2 separate regions of the Capsicum annuum genome follow, and region 1 is linked to region 2. A link is a contact called in public Hi-C data. All regions are on one chromosome and are shown on one strand. The core of a region is the stretch at or near the end of the contact, and the rest is flanking DNA. Distances in the headings are between cores, read along the strand shown. Region 1 holds the start of LOC107850897. Region 2 holds the start of LOC107850912 (calcineurin B-like protein 1).

Region 1 (7,583 bases), core at 3,631-6,130, 330 kb after region 2:
GGACCGAGTGGTAAGGCCATGATTCACTGGGGAACATAACATAACATGAGTCTAGTCCAGCAAGAATGTGCAACACAAATGAACCTGAGCTGCTATACCGAATTCCCCTGTGGCTATCGAGGACCGAGTGGTAAGGCTATGATTCACAGGGGAACATAACATACAGCTAACATGAGTCTAGTCCAGCAGGAAGCGCAACACGAATGAACCTGAGCTGCTATACCGAATCCTCCTGTGGCCATCAAGGACCGACTGGTAAGGGTCATGATTCACAGGGGAACATATCATTCATTCTTCCATTGGGGACAAGTGCATGAACAACAACTCCAAACGTCACACATCTGCCGTCTACCTACCGTTTAGGCGGCACCATCGAGATCCAGGTTGCCTGGAAAATATACTAAAAGCCTAAAACTTTGATCACACAAAGTTATAAATAGGCAGCAACTGAAAGCACAGATTAATAGGCATAAGAACCTACAAAACCAACGTAATCCGACTTGTTTGGGATCAAGGCATTGTCATTGTTGTTCCAATGTCCTCCAGAAACATTAGAAATCAACATGAACCCTCCATCACTTCAAGTTTCACAAAGCCTTAGTTCGGATGACTAAATAAAAAATCTGGACAAGTTTAAGGGACCGCGTGTGTAGCCTAAGTAATACCAACAAAAGTAAAGCAGTCAACCAATTGATGAAGGCAGAAAAGTCGTAGCATTTCATTAAGAATCAGATCAGGATAAATCCCTAATCACTTCTCATAACACTACTACAACACAATACTTCTATAAATAACTACTATTACTAAAACTAGAAGCTGTACATATTACTATATGTTACGGATTACTTGGAAATGCGACCAGACCTAAAAGGCTAGAACTTTCGTCAACTATGATGATCACACAAGTCAGACATAGACGGGCAAATGTAAAGAACTGACCACAGGAATCAAGAGCCTGCAAAACCAACGTAATCCAACTTATTTGGGATTGAGGTACTGTCATTGTTGTTCCAATGCCTTCCAGAAACAACGGAATTCAACGTAAATTCTCCATCATTCACCTAATGAATCTCACTTCAAGATCCACACCTTAGTTTAGATGACTAAATAAAAAAATCCGGGCAAGTTCAAGGGGCCGCATATGCATTCAAAGCAAATAGCAATAAAAGAAAAGCAGTCAACCAACTGATGAAAGAAGAAGAGTTGTAGCATTCCTTTAAGAATCTGCTCACGATAAATCCCTTTCTTCTTATAGTCATACTACGACACAATACTACAAAAATAACAAATACTATCACTAAAACTAGTAGCTGTACGCATTACTATATGTTACAGATTGCCTGGAAAATGCAAATAATAGTCCTAAAAAACTTAAAACTTTGATCAACTATGATGAATTAATGATCACACAAATCAGAAATCAACAGTAAATGTACAGCACAAACCATAGGAAGCAAGAACCTACAAACCAACGTAATCCGACTTATTTGCAATTGAGGCATTGTCGTTGTTGTTCCAATGCCCTCCAGAAACAATGGAAGTCAACATAAACAATCCATCGTTCACCTGATGTATCTCACTTCAAGTACCACAAAGCCTTGGTTCAGATGACTAAACAAAAAATCCAGACAAGTTTAAGGGGCCGCGTATGTATTCAAAGCAAACACCAACAAAAGTAAAGCATAAACCAATTGATGAAGGCAGCAAAGTTGCAACATTTCTTTAAGAATCAGATCAAGATAAATCCCTCCTCACTTCTTACATTCCTACTACTACACAATACTATATAAATAACAATTACTACTTATTAAAACTAGTAGCTGTACATATTGCTATACGTTAAAGATCGCCTGGAAATGCAAACATACCTAAAAAGGCTAAAACTTTGATCAACTATGATGATCACACAAGTCAGAAATAGACGGCAAATGTAAATCAAGAACCTGCAAAACCAATGTAATCCGACTTGTTTGGGATTGAGGCATTGTCGTCGTCGTTCCAATGCCCTCCAGAAATAATGAATCTCACTTCAAGTTTAAGGGGCCACATAAGCATTGAAAGCAACTACCAAAAAAGCTAACGCAGCATACCAATTGATGAAGGCAAAAGAGTTGCAACATTTCTTTATGAATCAGCTCAAGATAAATCCCTCACTTCTTATAGTCGTACAACACATTACTATATAAATAACAACTACTACTTACTAAAACTAGTAGCTGTACACAATACTATATGTTACAGATTGCAAGGAAAATGAAAACAGACCTAAAAGGCTACAACTTTGATCAACTATGATGATCACACGAAGTCAGAAATAGACAGCAAATTTTCAAGCACAGAACGAGCGTACTCCAACTTGTTTGAGATTGGGGCGTTATTGTCATCATTTCAATGCCCTTAAGAGCTATGATTCAGGTGAAACAGTCTTCACATTCTTGTTGTTCTTGTGAACCTCACTCAAGACCTTCACGAACGCTTCCACAATCTGCTTCTGTGATTCGAGTATCATCTCATTACGTTTCATCTCCATCTCCATTCTCATCTTCTCCACTTCCTTCGCCATTTCCATCTTCATTTTCTCCATTTTAATAAACCCTTCGCCTAACATCTTAATCGATAAAACCATTTCTTCCACCGGATCCCTCCCCCTCTTCACCCCTACACTACTACCTCCCCCCTTCTTCCCGAACTTCGACACACCAGAACCAAACCTCGAATCAACATTATGTTGTTGTTGTTGTTCAACATTCCCACTATTATAACTCCTCCTTGAACTCGAAACACCTGCCATATTCCTAATATGGTAACCATCACTACCATTATTATTATTACTTCCATTATATTCACTTCCTTCATCACAAAAACTCGAAGTATTATTATTCATCGCAAAATTCCCACCTTTAATTCCCCCTTGCTCATATCCATTTCGCTTCGATTTCATTGAAATCCCATTTTTCATCCTAAAACCACTTGCATACTCAACATTATGCATATTTTCCTCACCTTTATATCCACAATAACCATTCAGTGGAACCCTGGTGGTGGGGAAATCAATTGTTTCTGAGTTTCTTCCAGCTAAAGCATGATTAAACATGAAATTCGGAGGCAAATCCTCCGTAGCATTCTTCGTATTGATCTTCAGTTTCAGTAAATTATGATCAATTATAGACATAAATTCTTTTTTCTCTGAATTCTGTTGTTGTTGTTGCTGAATATTTGATCTAATTGCTGCAACAGTTGTACCATTCTCCATTGCATCCATGTTATCGAAGAAGAACCACGAGGAGAAATACCTACCAGTAGGGCAGGAGAGGGATCGTTGCTTTTCGGCACGGTAACGTTGACGAAGTTTCTCCATTTTGTGGCGGCACTGAGCTGAGGTTTTCGCCGGAGATGCGTCAGGGCAACGGCTGGTTACGGTGGCTGCCACCGCGTCCCAATCGGCGGTACGGAGGTAGCCACGGCGGAGAGCGTACCACCGATCACGGTAAGCGTCGATAAGAGCTAGTGTTTCTTCTTGTGTCCAACACGGTGGTGGAAATCGCCGGACTGGTGGCGGCGCCGCCGCTGCTGACGGTGGTGGTGGTGGTGGTGATTTTTCTTCCGGTGAGGGATTTTCGGTTACGGCGATGCTGGATTCGACGTTAGACGACATCGTTTAATGGGAGGGATTTGTGTTTTAGAAAAAGTTTGTGGAGTTTTGGTTTGGGAGGATTAGATATAAAAGGAGGAAGAGGAAATGTGGGGAGTGGTAGAGTGGTGTAAGATAGCAAAGGTGGTGGGGTGGTGGGAGGTGGTTGGGGTGGGTGTATGATGATGGATGAGTGAGATAAAAGGTGTCAATAGGAAAATAAGGTGGTGATGGTGCGTGGGTTAGTGGTAGGTGGTAGGGTGGGGATCGTGGGTGTGGGGTAGTGCTATAGTGGTGCAAGATAGCAAAGGTGGTAGGGTGGTGGGTGGTGGGTGGTGGGTGGTGGGTGGTGGGTGGTGGGTGTGGGTTGTATGATGATGATGGATGAGAGATATAAAAGGAATAGGAAAGTAGGGGTGGTGATAGTGGGTGTGGGGTAGTGCTATAGTGGTGCAAGATAGCAAAGATGGTAGGGTGGTTGTATGATGATGATGATGGATGAGAGTATAAAAGGAATAGGAAAATAGGGGGTGGTGATTGTGGGTATGGGTGGTATGATTGATGGATGAGTGAGATAAAAAAAGAACTAGGGTGGTGATGGTTCTTGACATGGCTAGGTGCCAAGCAAGCAACTTGATGATTGAATGAATCTCCTAAAATTAGATGACACAATAACAAAGGTGATGGGGTGGTTGAGGTTGTTGCATGATTGATGTTGAGACAAACAATGAGATGGGAGTGATGGTGAGTGAGGGGGAATGACTAGTGTTAGAGAGGAACAAGATAGCAAAGGTGGTGGGGTGGTTGAGGTTGTTGTACTTGTATGATGATGATGTTGAAACATGATGAGGGTGGTGGGATGGTGGGGTTAGGGGGGATGGGGTAGAGGTGCAAATTAGCAAATGTGATGAGGTGGTAAGTGGTGGAGGTTGAGGTTGTTGAATGATGATGTTGAGAGGTAAGAGGTGTGTATTGAGTGAGGGGTGATGGGAGGTAAACATAGAATTTTGGCAATAGGTGGGTGGGATTATGTTGAGTGATGACACACCAAAATATGAAGGGAGAGAGAGAGTGCGCGTCTTGATGATGCTAACGTGCACAAAAGGATGTGCATTAGCTACTCCTACACCTACTCCACCAATCTACCACCCACTACCCACTAGGGGTTGGATTTTCTTTTGTTTTCTTGTTAAGTATCTAATATTTGCATATGAGTTTTGATTAATTCAAATCGTGCTTTTGCTAAGTTCAAACTGAAAAATGATGCTTCACATAGAAGAATTTGAATCTAAAATCTCTTATCAAGGATGAAGCTAACTCGACTAATTTAGATCACGTATTGCTAAACTCATTCTGAAGAATGTTGCTTTCCATACAAGAATCTAAATCTAAAATCTCTAATTAAGAATTAGGCTAACTCGATTAATTCAGATCGTGCATTGCTAAATTCATTCTAAAAGATAATATTTTTCGTAAAAAAATTTAAATCTGAGATTTCTAATTAAAAATAAAACAGTCTCACCGTCTCGACAACCCATCTAGGTAGCAATTGTTGTTTTTGTGATAAAAACAAGCCCATGACTAGATTGCTTAGTGCAATGTCCTATTATCACACATTCACACTACTATATGGTATGGTACGGTGGACAGATGTAGGGAGCGGCCAGTAATATGGGTGGCTTCATTGACAAAAATTGCCCCCCATCTTTATCATTATGGTGCCCACACCTGCAACTTTTTTTTTTATTTCTCATTCGATATCAATATTAAAATTCGATTAATTTAGATTCGTTCTCATTCGGTGTTCGATATCAATATTAAAATTCGATTAATTTAGATTCGTGCCAAGTAGGACTCCATTCGGAAGTAGCACCTACTCCACCACTAAACTTTTATCACTACCATGCTACTTTTAAGTGGTGAAATAAATAAAATCTTTTTATTTCTAATAGTAAGAGATAGGGGAGCTTCGACCTAATTGATAAAATTAGCATCACGTAGAAATCAGAAGGTTATGAGTTTAAATTGTACAAACAATTTTTTATAAAAATGCAGAATAAAATTGAATAGTACAATATACCTTTGTGGTCTAATCATTTTTTGATCTCTATATATAGAAAGAGATTTAATGCATTTGAATTGTTTTTTTCCTTGAGTTTAAGTTAAATTAGTAAAATAAATATAATTTTCTTATGTTTAATTAATGATTTTGAATTTAAATTTAAAAATGGCTATTCAAAATTCAAAAATAAATATAGAGAACTTAGGGGTCGTTTAGTTGGGAACATGTTATCTTGGGATTAATTATTCAGGGATTAGCTATCTCGGAATTAGTTAACCCACCATGCATATGGGATAACATATCCCATCAATAAGGTATAAATAGTGGGATAAATAATTCTGAAACTAACTAATACCTACAACCAAACTCAAGATAAATGAATCCTATATTTTATCCCAAGGTTATTATTAATCTCAGAATTAGTTATCCACCTTCAAGAAGGGATAAAAATAACACTAAAATTCCGGGATAACTAATTTCTGGATTAGTTCCCCCATGCATTTTATCTCAATCAAATATGGAATAAGCTCATCTATAAATTAATTTTAAAATTAGTTATCCCGTATCCCTCCTACCAAACGACCCCGTTATAGTAACCCATAATAATAGGAACTCAACAACTACAAGTAGAATATGTTGCTCGAACCCTCCGATAATATTACCGTACTGGTGTCTAGTCCTTCATAAATGCACAACTTTTGAAAGATTCAACACGCAATTGACAATATCTTTTAGAGAGGACTAGCAACTTAGATTGAATCAACCACTTTTTTTACTTTGATTCTGTCATGCCAAAGCATCATTAACAAGTAAACATATGCTCATTGATCAAAGTGTTACAACCATTGTTTATTATCAACCCATTGATCAAACAAGAACCAGTAACAAGGGGTTGCTGCAGAATTTTTGAAAGATAAAAAGGGCAGTCCGGTGTACTAAAGTTTCCGCTATACGCCGGATTCGGAAAAGGACCTCACCACGAGAGTGTATTGTACGCAGTCTTACCTTGCATTTCTGCCAGAGATTGTTTCCAAGTCCATCTAACAAGTTACATGGCAACTACAACTAAATGGAGAATACGATTAACATATTCTCCTTCGACTAGCATAGAAGAACTACCGGATTACATTCTTTCGTATATGAAAAAGCTCCAGCTATGCACAGGATCCAGAGAAGGGCCCTATCACAAGGGTGTATTGTATGCAGCCTTACCTTACCTTGCATTTCTGTCAGAGGCTGTTTCCAAGTCCATCTAACAAGTTACATGGCAACTACAACTAAATGGAGAATACGATTAACATATTCTCCTTCGACTGGCATAGAAGAACTACCGGATTACATTCTTTCGTATATGAAAACTAATGCTATACGAGGAACGATCTCAAGACTCCTTCAAATTGCTTGAGGTCTCCTCTTTCCACGACGCTTGCCATTGCTCGTCATAGAAAGTAGTCTCTTCCAGCAACTTTTTGATAGTTTCTAAATCCTCGTTCTCGCGGATCAAGAGGACACCAGACACCGCAACAAACAATAGTGTTTTGCAAGCGAAGTTCCCCTCGACGAGGCCTACACCAGTCAAGCTATCGACAAAGTAGGCCATAAAGAAACCAATCATTGCAGCACGACCTGTATAAGAGGAAACAATAGCAAGGAAAAACGGTATGAACCTCCTTAAACTCTAAAAGAGACAGTTCAAAGCTGGAACGGTTAGAAAACGAAGAACAACAACAACAACATACCCAGTGGTTTCTCACGAAGTCTATACCACTACCTAGATGAAGTAGAGAGACTGTTTCCGATAGAACCCCGACTCAAGGACAGATAACAGTATAACAAACAAACACACCGCTAGATAATAAAAGTAGAAAAATAGTGTCCAATTTTGAATTT
Region 2 (7,256 bases), core at 158-2,657:
ACGGAGACCAAGGAGGAATCACACAACTAGAATGGCGCCTACCGACCAGCTTTACTAGAACTCTGCAATATATCATCGAAACCATTTTAGCCTTGCAAATTAGAAAACCGAAATTCACATACCAATACACTATATAATAATTATATCAACTCTCAATTACAAAACACAAAACCACTATGGATAGGTAACACCAACATACATCCTCCATATAAGTTTCTTGCTATAGACCAAACAACTAAATTGCAATAACTCTTAACGATACTATATGAACTCATCGGGCAGGATTTCACTAAACTACATTTCCAACCACACAATTAAAAAGCCTAGGAGAAAATGAAGGAAGTTGATGGAGGAACAGTAATAAATAATGACAAGTTACTTCTTTGATCAAAATGACATGATTCATGCAGAGGATTTTGGCATTTAAAAGTTAAAAGGCAAGAAAATAATACTACTAGTTTTTTTTGTTCTTTTCATTTTCTTAATTGTATACTAGCCTAAATGATTCAAAGACCAGAACTTCAACTAAATTTGAAATTGAGGAACACCTCCCCCCCCCCTCCCCCGTCTCTCCCCCCCCCAAACCTCCAACCCTTCCATAGAAAATCTAACAAAAGAACCAAAAATTTTGCAGAAAAAAATCATTGCTTGATACTCAGAGAAGAACAAAAACTTCCCCTACCTTCCAAATCATTTCAAAGAAGAACAAAAAACATATCCAAAAAACAAAGTAAAAGATCAAAACTTTTAACATGAAAAACTTCAAAATTGTATATAAATGTAAATATTAGAATCAACTGAATCCAATTATATATAAATGATTCAAAGAGATTAAAAAAAAATTACTCAAAGAGCTGAACTTCAGCTAGTTTGAAATTCACACACATTATTGATTGTCTACTATCCCCCCACCCCCACCCCCACACACAAACCACCACCCTCCAGGCTCCAAATCATTTCAAAGAAGAACAAAAACTTCCAACATATCCCAAACAAAAAAAAAAGTAAAAAATCAAAACTTTAACATAAAAAATTTCAAAATTCATTTCTTATTCAAAATATATGAAACACCATCATCTAAAAACACCAAAGAGGTAATCCTAACACAAAAACCAATACCTACAAATCTTGAAACATCAAACAATCATTAAAAAACACACAAAAAAAATGGGTATTATAAAAACTTACAAAATAAATATATCCCAGATGAAATTTCCCTTCCTTTAAACAGAACTTTAATTTCTGAATAAATACAAAGTTCTTCAAAGAGAAAAATAGAGTGTTTTCAAGAATTGATATTTATATAATGTATATAGAAAATTGTATATATTTTTGTGTTTATATATAGGAGAGGAAAATAGTGGGAGAAACCAAAATTGAAGACACCCCAAGAAGGAGAATGAGAAAGAAGAAGAAAACTAACAGAATTTATATAAAAATATGGTTGGAGAGTGAAGAACACGCTCGACAAAAGAGCGTGGATGATTAGGAAGTTAGGACGAGGAGTTTACCGCGGTTTAACCACGGGTAAAAAATTTGTTTTATTGGATAAGGTTAATTACTAATTATGTAATTATGCTATTTTTAGATTAAAAATTGACTAATATTAAGTTTACTATAATGATAATTTTTAGATTAAAAATTGTCTAAACAAGTTTATTATAATGATAATTTTTAGATTAAAAATGGGCAAACAACATAAATCCCGATAGTTTGAAATTTAATTATAGTATATTCCGACATTTTGCATAATTACTGAAAATTTCGATTTTGGATCTGTCATGATACATAATTAGTTCCCGGTACATGCAACAAAGATACATTTTTTTCTTTCTAAAGATATATATAATTAGTTTTCGATTTTTTTTTTCGATTTTGAGCCTGTCAAGATACATAATTAGTTTCTCAATACATCTAACGAAGATAATAATTAGTTGAAATTTTGTAATTACTTTGTAAGGGTGAAAATTTATGTAAATATGGTAACTTAAGGTGTATATATGTTTATGATTTTAATTGACTAAGCAAGTTTACTATAATGATAATATGTTCGGTGTAATTTAATAGGAAAGGTATTGAAAGCATGGGCGGAGCCACCTTAGATGATTTGGCGCATATTTTTGGTCGAAAATTTATGTGGGGTAAAGATATTGAAAAATAGTTATTATAAGTGTGTATTTAATTTTGCATAATTATAACTCAATTGAGAAAAAAATTGTATATTATTCGTCAAATTTTTGTCTGCGCCGCTATGGGAGAGAGTGGTGTGTACTTAGGCTTATCCCTCTTTTTTATGAAGGTAGAAACATTATTTTTGATAGAAGATCAGCTCGAGTAAATCATAAGTATGTAAAACAAATACGTTAGCGGAAAAGTTATATGGAAAATAATGAAGAAGCGAACAATAACAACGACAAAGTAATACGATAATTGAAATAAATGAAACATCAGATAATACTAAAATCAAAGAATAAGATAGAACGAGAGTAATAATAAAAATGAAAATAGAATTAGACAACGCTCAAGGTATTATTCTTCTACTCTAATCCCCGACCTTCAATATATTTTTATATGAATTTATGTCATTTTATAAAATTTTGGTCCCTCATTTTTTAGTAAATTTTTAATTAATCCTTGTGATGCTCGATCAAATTAAACACATTTGACCTTCAATTAATTGTCACATGCACTTTAGATCTTTTTTTCTCATAAATATCGATATACAAATTTATCATGATTATTAGTTGGTCCACCATTTAATTATTTATTATTTGCTATATCAACCTCACATTGTTACTCCATTTTCGAAGATAATATAGTTCTAAAAAAAGTATAAGTACATAAAAAGATTAAAAATATATATTTCTAATTAATTGAAGTTAATATGATTAGTTAGATATGATAACTCGCAATAAATAGAATCAAATTTTATTTATAACTATGAGATCAAATTACTATCGTACCTTTTATTTAATTTCCTTTTGTATGAAATACATAAAATTGAAAAATTTACTAAATAAGATCAGAAGCGTTTTTTTCTACTTACGATTAAATTCATACATACGTTACAAATCTAAAATCGACGTGTTTAATGCTTATTTCCTTTTTATAAAAAATAAAATACTTGAAATTATGAAAACTATAGTAATTTTATACTTATATCAAGTATAATATCAACATGTTTAAAGTATAAGATTGTAAAATCGGGGGTCCAAGTTGATTCTATAAGTTTTTTTTTTAAAAGTAAATTATGGACCCTATCTTCAATAATAATAATATATCACTTAATAGATTTAAAGTGTAATATTCATCTGTACAATTTGATAGATTCCTAAAAGATAAATCATAACATGTCCTTGTGTATGTAGAATCCATTTTTAAATTTCATTTGCAAAAGTGAGCCTTATATATATATATATATATATATATATATAAATCCACCATTAATTTCTCTACTCCAAAATAGAAAAAAAAAATAGTAATACAATCGGTTAAGATCAAAGTCAGATCAGTATAATTGATTTTTAAATTATTAAAATCAAACCAAAACAAATATTTAATATATTTATCGATTTGATTGTTATCGGTTTTGGTTCGATTGTTGAGTTATTAATCATACACGAAAATAAAAGATATGTAAGATTGTGTACCAATGATAATATGCTTATGAATTATTATTTTTTTCAAAAAACAAATATGTGTTTTTGCACCTCCAAGGTACTATATAAAGTATAATTAATAAAAAGAACAAGTTCAATGTTGTGTGGAATATACCCCCTAGAGAATTAGATTAACTTAATCTCCACTTAATTCTCTAATCTTTTTGATTATATACTAAATATATTCAGATCTTAACTGAATAATTTTTGCAACTTCAAAGTATTATAGTAAAATAGTAAATGAAAAATCCCACTGTCCTTTGATATATTCCCTTTAAACAGTAAATTAAATCGATTTGATTTTCACTTAATTCGATAAATTTCTTGATTAAATACGTACCAAAGTGTTTAATTTAATAATAAAAGAGTAATCTCATTGCCATGTGGAATATTTTCCCTAGGGAGGTGAATTAGATTCACTTAATTAATTTTTAAAATCTTCTTGATTATATATTTTTTAAAAAATCAAATAATTTATATTTATATATGATTTTTGTTAATCTAAAGAATCCAATTACAAGAACAATATCAATATCCTGTAGAATATGCTCCTAGGGATGTGAAATGAATTAACCTTGAATTAATCTACACTTTGTTCGATGATTTTTTTTTGATTAAATATTAAGTAATTAAGGTATTATAATTATATATGATTTTCACTATTGTAGATTAATAATGTTAACGATTAGTCCAAGTCGTCACATGTTTTTGTTTGATGAGTACGTAATGGAACAAATTAGTGTAGTGGACAAGAGATTGTAATAGAAATTGCAATGTTAGTAATTTGAATTTTTTTGGTTGTCTTTGGAGTAGGTGCGTAGTGCTAGTAAGTAGGAAGGTGTGGAGGAGATAGATTAGGGCAGAAAAATAGTAGGAACGAGTACGTCGGTGTTAGTAGGTAGAAAGATGTAGAGGAGGTGAATTTGAGTAGAAGGATAGTAGAAACGAGTGCGTCGTGCTAGTAGGTAGGAAGATGTGGAGGAGGCGGATTTGAGCAGAAGGATAGTAGAAACGAGTTCGTCAGTGCTAGTAGGTAATAAGGTGTGGAGGAGGTGGATTAGAGCAGAAGGACAGTAGGATCGAGTGCGTCAGTGCTAGTAGGCAAGAAGGTGTGGAGGAGGTAGATTAGAACAGAAGAATGGCAGGAAAGAGTGTGTCAGTGCTAGTAGGTAGGGAGGTGTGGAGGACGCAGATTAGGGCAGAAAGATAGTAGGAATGAGTGAGTCACTGCTCGTAGGTAGGAAGGTGTGGAGATGTAAATTAAGGCAGAGAAATAGTAGGAACGAGTGTGTCAGTGTTAGTAGGTAGGAAAATGTGGAGGATGTAAATTAGAGCAAAAGGACAGTAGGAATGAGTGTGTCGGTACTAGTAGGTAGGAAGGTGAGGAGGATGCGAATTAGGGCAGAAGAACAGTAGAAACGAGTGTGTCGGTACTAGTAGCTAAGAAGGTGTGGGGGAGACAGATTTGAGAAGAAGGATAGTAGAAACGAGTTTGTCAGTGCTAGTAGGTAGAAAGGTGTGAAGAAGGTGGATTAGGGCAGAAGGACAGTAGGAATGAGTGCGTCAGTGCTAGTAGGTAGAGAAGTGTAGAGGAGACAGATTAGAGCAGAAGAATATTAAAAATGAGTGAGTCAACGCAAGTAGGTAGGAAGGTGTGGAGGATGCATATTAGGACAGAAAGATAGTAGGAACGAGTGTGTCAGTACTAGTAGGTAGGAAGGTGTGGAAGATGCAGATTAGGGCAGACGAATAGTAGAAACGAGTGAGTCAGTTCTAGTAGGTAGGACGGTATGAATGATGCAGATTATTAGGACAGAAGAATGGTAGGTACGAGTGTGTCAGTGCTAGTAGGTAGGGAGGTGTGGAGGACGCAGATTATGGCAGAAGGATACTAGGAACGAGTGAGTCACTGCTCGTAGGAAGGAAGGTGTGGAAGATGCAGATGAGGGAAGAAAAATGGTAGGAACGAGCGTGTCAGTGCTTGTAGCTAGGAAGATGTGGAGGATGCAAATTAGGGTAGAAGGACAGTAGGAACTAGTGTGTCGGCGCTAGTAGGTAGAAAAGTGTGGAGGATGGGAATTAGGGAAGAAGGACAGTAGAAACAAGTGTGTCAGTGCTAGTAGGTAGGAAAGTGTGGAAGAGACTGATTTGAGCAGAAGGATAGTAGAAACAAGTTCGTCACTGCTAGTAGGTAGAAATGTGTGGAGAAGGTGGACTAGGGTAGAAGGACAATAGGAATGAGTGCGTTGGTGTTAGTAGGTAGGAAGGTATGGAGGATGCAGATTAGGGCAGAAGGATAGTAGGAATGAGTGTGTTAGTACTAGTCGATAGGAGGATTTTGTTATCCATGTTAGTAGTGGCGGAGCCAGGATTTTCACAAAGGAGACTCACAAGTGAACATGCAAACTAATCTAAGAGGGTTCGTCAACTACTATATATATATATGAAAAATAATTTTAACCATATACATATGTATAATTTTTCGTCGAAAGGAGTTCGGATGAGCCCCTATCTCAACTGTAGCTCCGCCCCTGAGTGTTAGTAGTGATAGTACTAGTATTATTTCAGAATGTTGTATCATTTGTTGTATTACTTGGTAAATTCTGTCTATGATATTTTTGGGTGTGGTAACTATTGTATCTTGTCTTTTTACTATTCCTTTTCTAGATTATTTTATCTTGAGCCGAGCGTCTATCGAACATAATCTTTCTATCTTACCTCTATAGTAATGATATGACCTTCATACAGTTAGTTTCTCCTGACCCCATTTAGTGAGAATATACTGTATGTATTGTAGGTTGTTGTTCTTTGGAATAGGTGAATTAGCTTGAATTAGTCTTCACTTCCTTTGGTGACTTTCTTAATTAAATATTGAGTAATCAAGGTATAATTAAATATGATTTTCATTATTATAGATTAATTATATTAACAATAAGTTTAACAAGTCACATGTTTTTGTCTAACTAGTACGTAATGGAATGCCCTAATGGACAATAGACTACAATAAAAGCATAGAAATAAAAGTTTGAATTTCAATAATTCACTTTGGAATATTATTTTCAGTAGTTCTCCTTTGAACATAATTTTTCAATTAGACTAATATTTATTTATTTATTTATAATATTCTCGTTAAATGTGAGCCACAAATCAAAGAATTAAGAAATTAGAAATATTATAGGCCCTTGTTTGATCTTCTAACACTTGTTGTGCATTAATCCATGTTGCCTTTATTCTTTTTGTCTTTTTAATTTCTCAAGTTTGTGGTTCTTAAAATTGGAGAAAAATTTAAGGATTTAGATTTTTTTTTTTTTTCTGGTTTCTTGGTGTCTGATACTCACAGTGGAGCTCGGCTAAATTTGGATTCGCGTCGAAAAATCCCACATTGCTGGATAAAGTGTTCCCTAACTAAAGCGACTTCATAGCCAAGAGACTCGAACCTGAGGATTTAGAATAATAATAACCTTAATAATGATAGTTAGGAAATAAATATACTACTAAAGTTTGTTTGGATCATGATTAGTGTTTTGTATCATACTATAATTAAAAGATATATACTGATAGCAATTAATTTAATTAGTTATGATAAGACATGAAATA

What was found. A called contact is a pair of places that touch in the nucleus more often than the background predicts.
Region 1: a Hi-C map of bud shows a contact between it and region 2, with 4 times the contacts expected there. The contact joins the promoter of LOC107850897 here to the promoter of LOC107850912 in region 2. A contact is called at or near these places in 3 of 5 Hi-C or Micro-C datasets (bud, leaf and placenta).

What each region holds. Positions count from the first base shown.
Region 1 is chr1:252,892,108-252,899,690 of UCD10Xv1.1, forward strand. It overlaps LOC107850897, which reads right to left and starts at 4,881. Exons shown (of 1, transcript XM_016695707.2): 1 at 2,094-4,881. The coding sequence starts at 3,655. The coding sequence ends at 2,405. It overlaps LOC107857399 (light-harvesting complex-like protein 3 isotype 2, chloroplastic), which reads right to left. Exons shown (of 2, transcript XM_016702280.2): 2 at 6,316-7,319. The coding sequence ends at 7,075.
Region 2 is chr1:252,569,999-252,577,254 of UCD10Xv1.1, forward strand. LOC107850912 (calcineurin B-like protein 1) reads right to left here and starts at 1,408. Exons shown (of 8, transcript XM_016695742.2): 1 at 1,189-1,408; 2 at 1-62.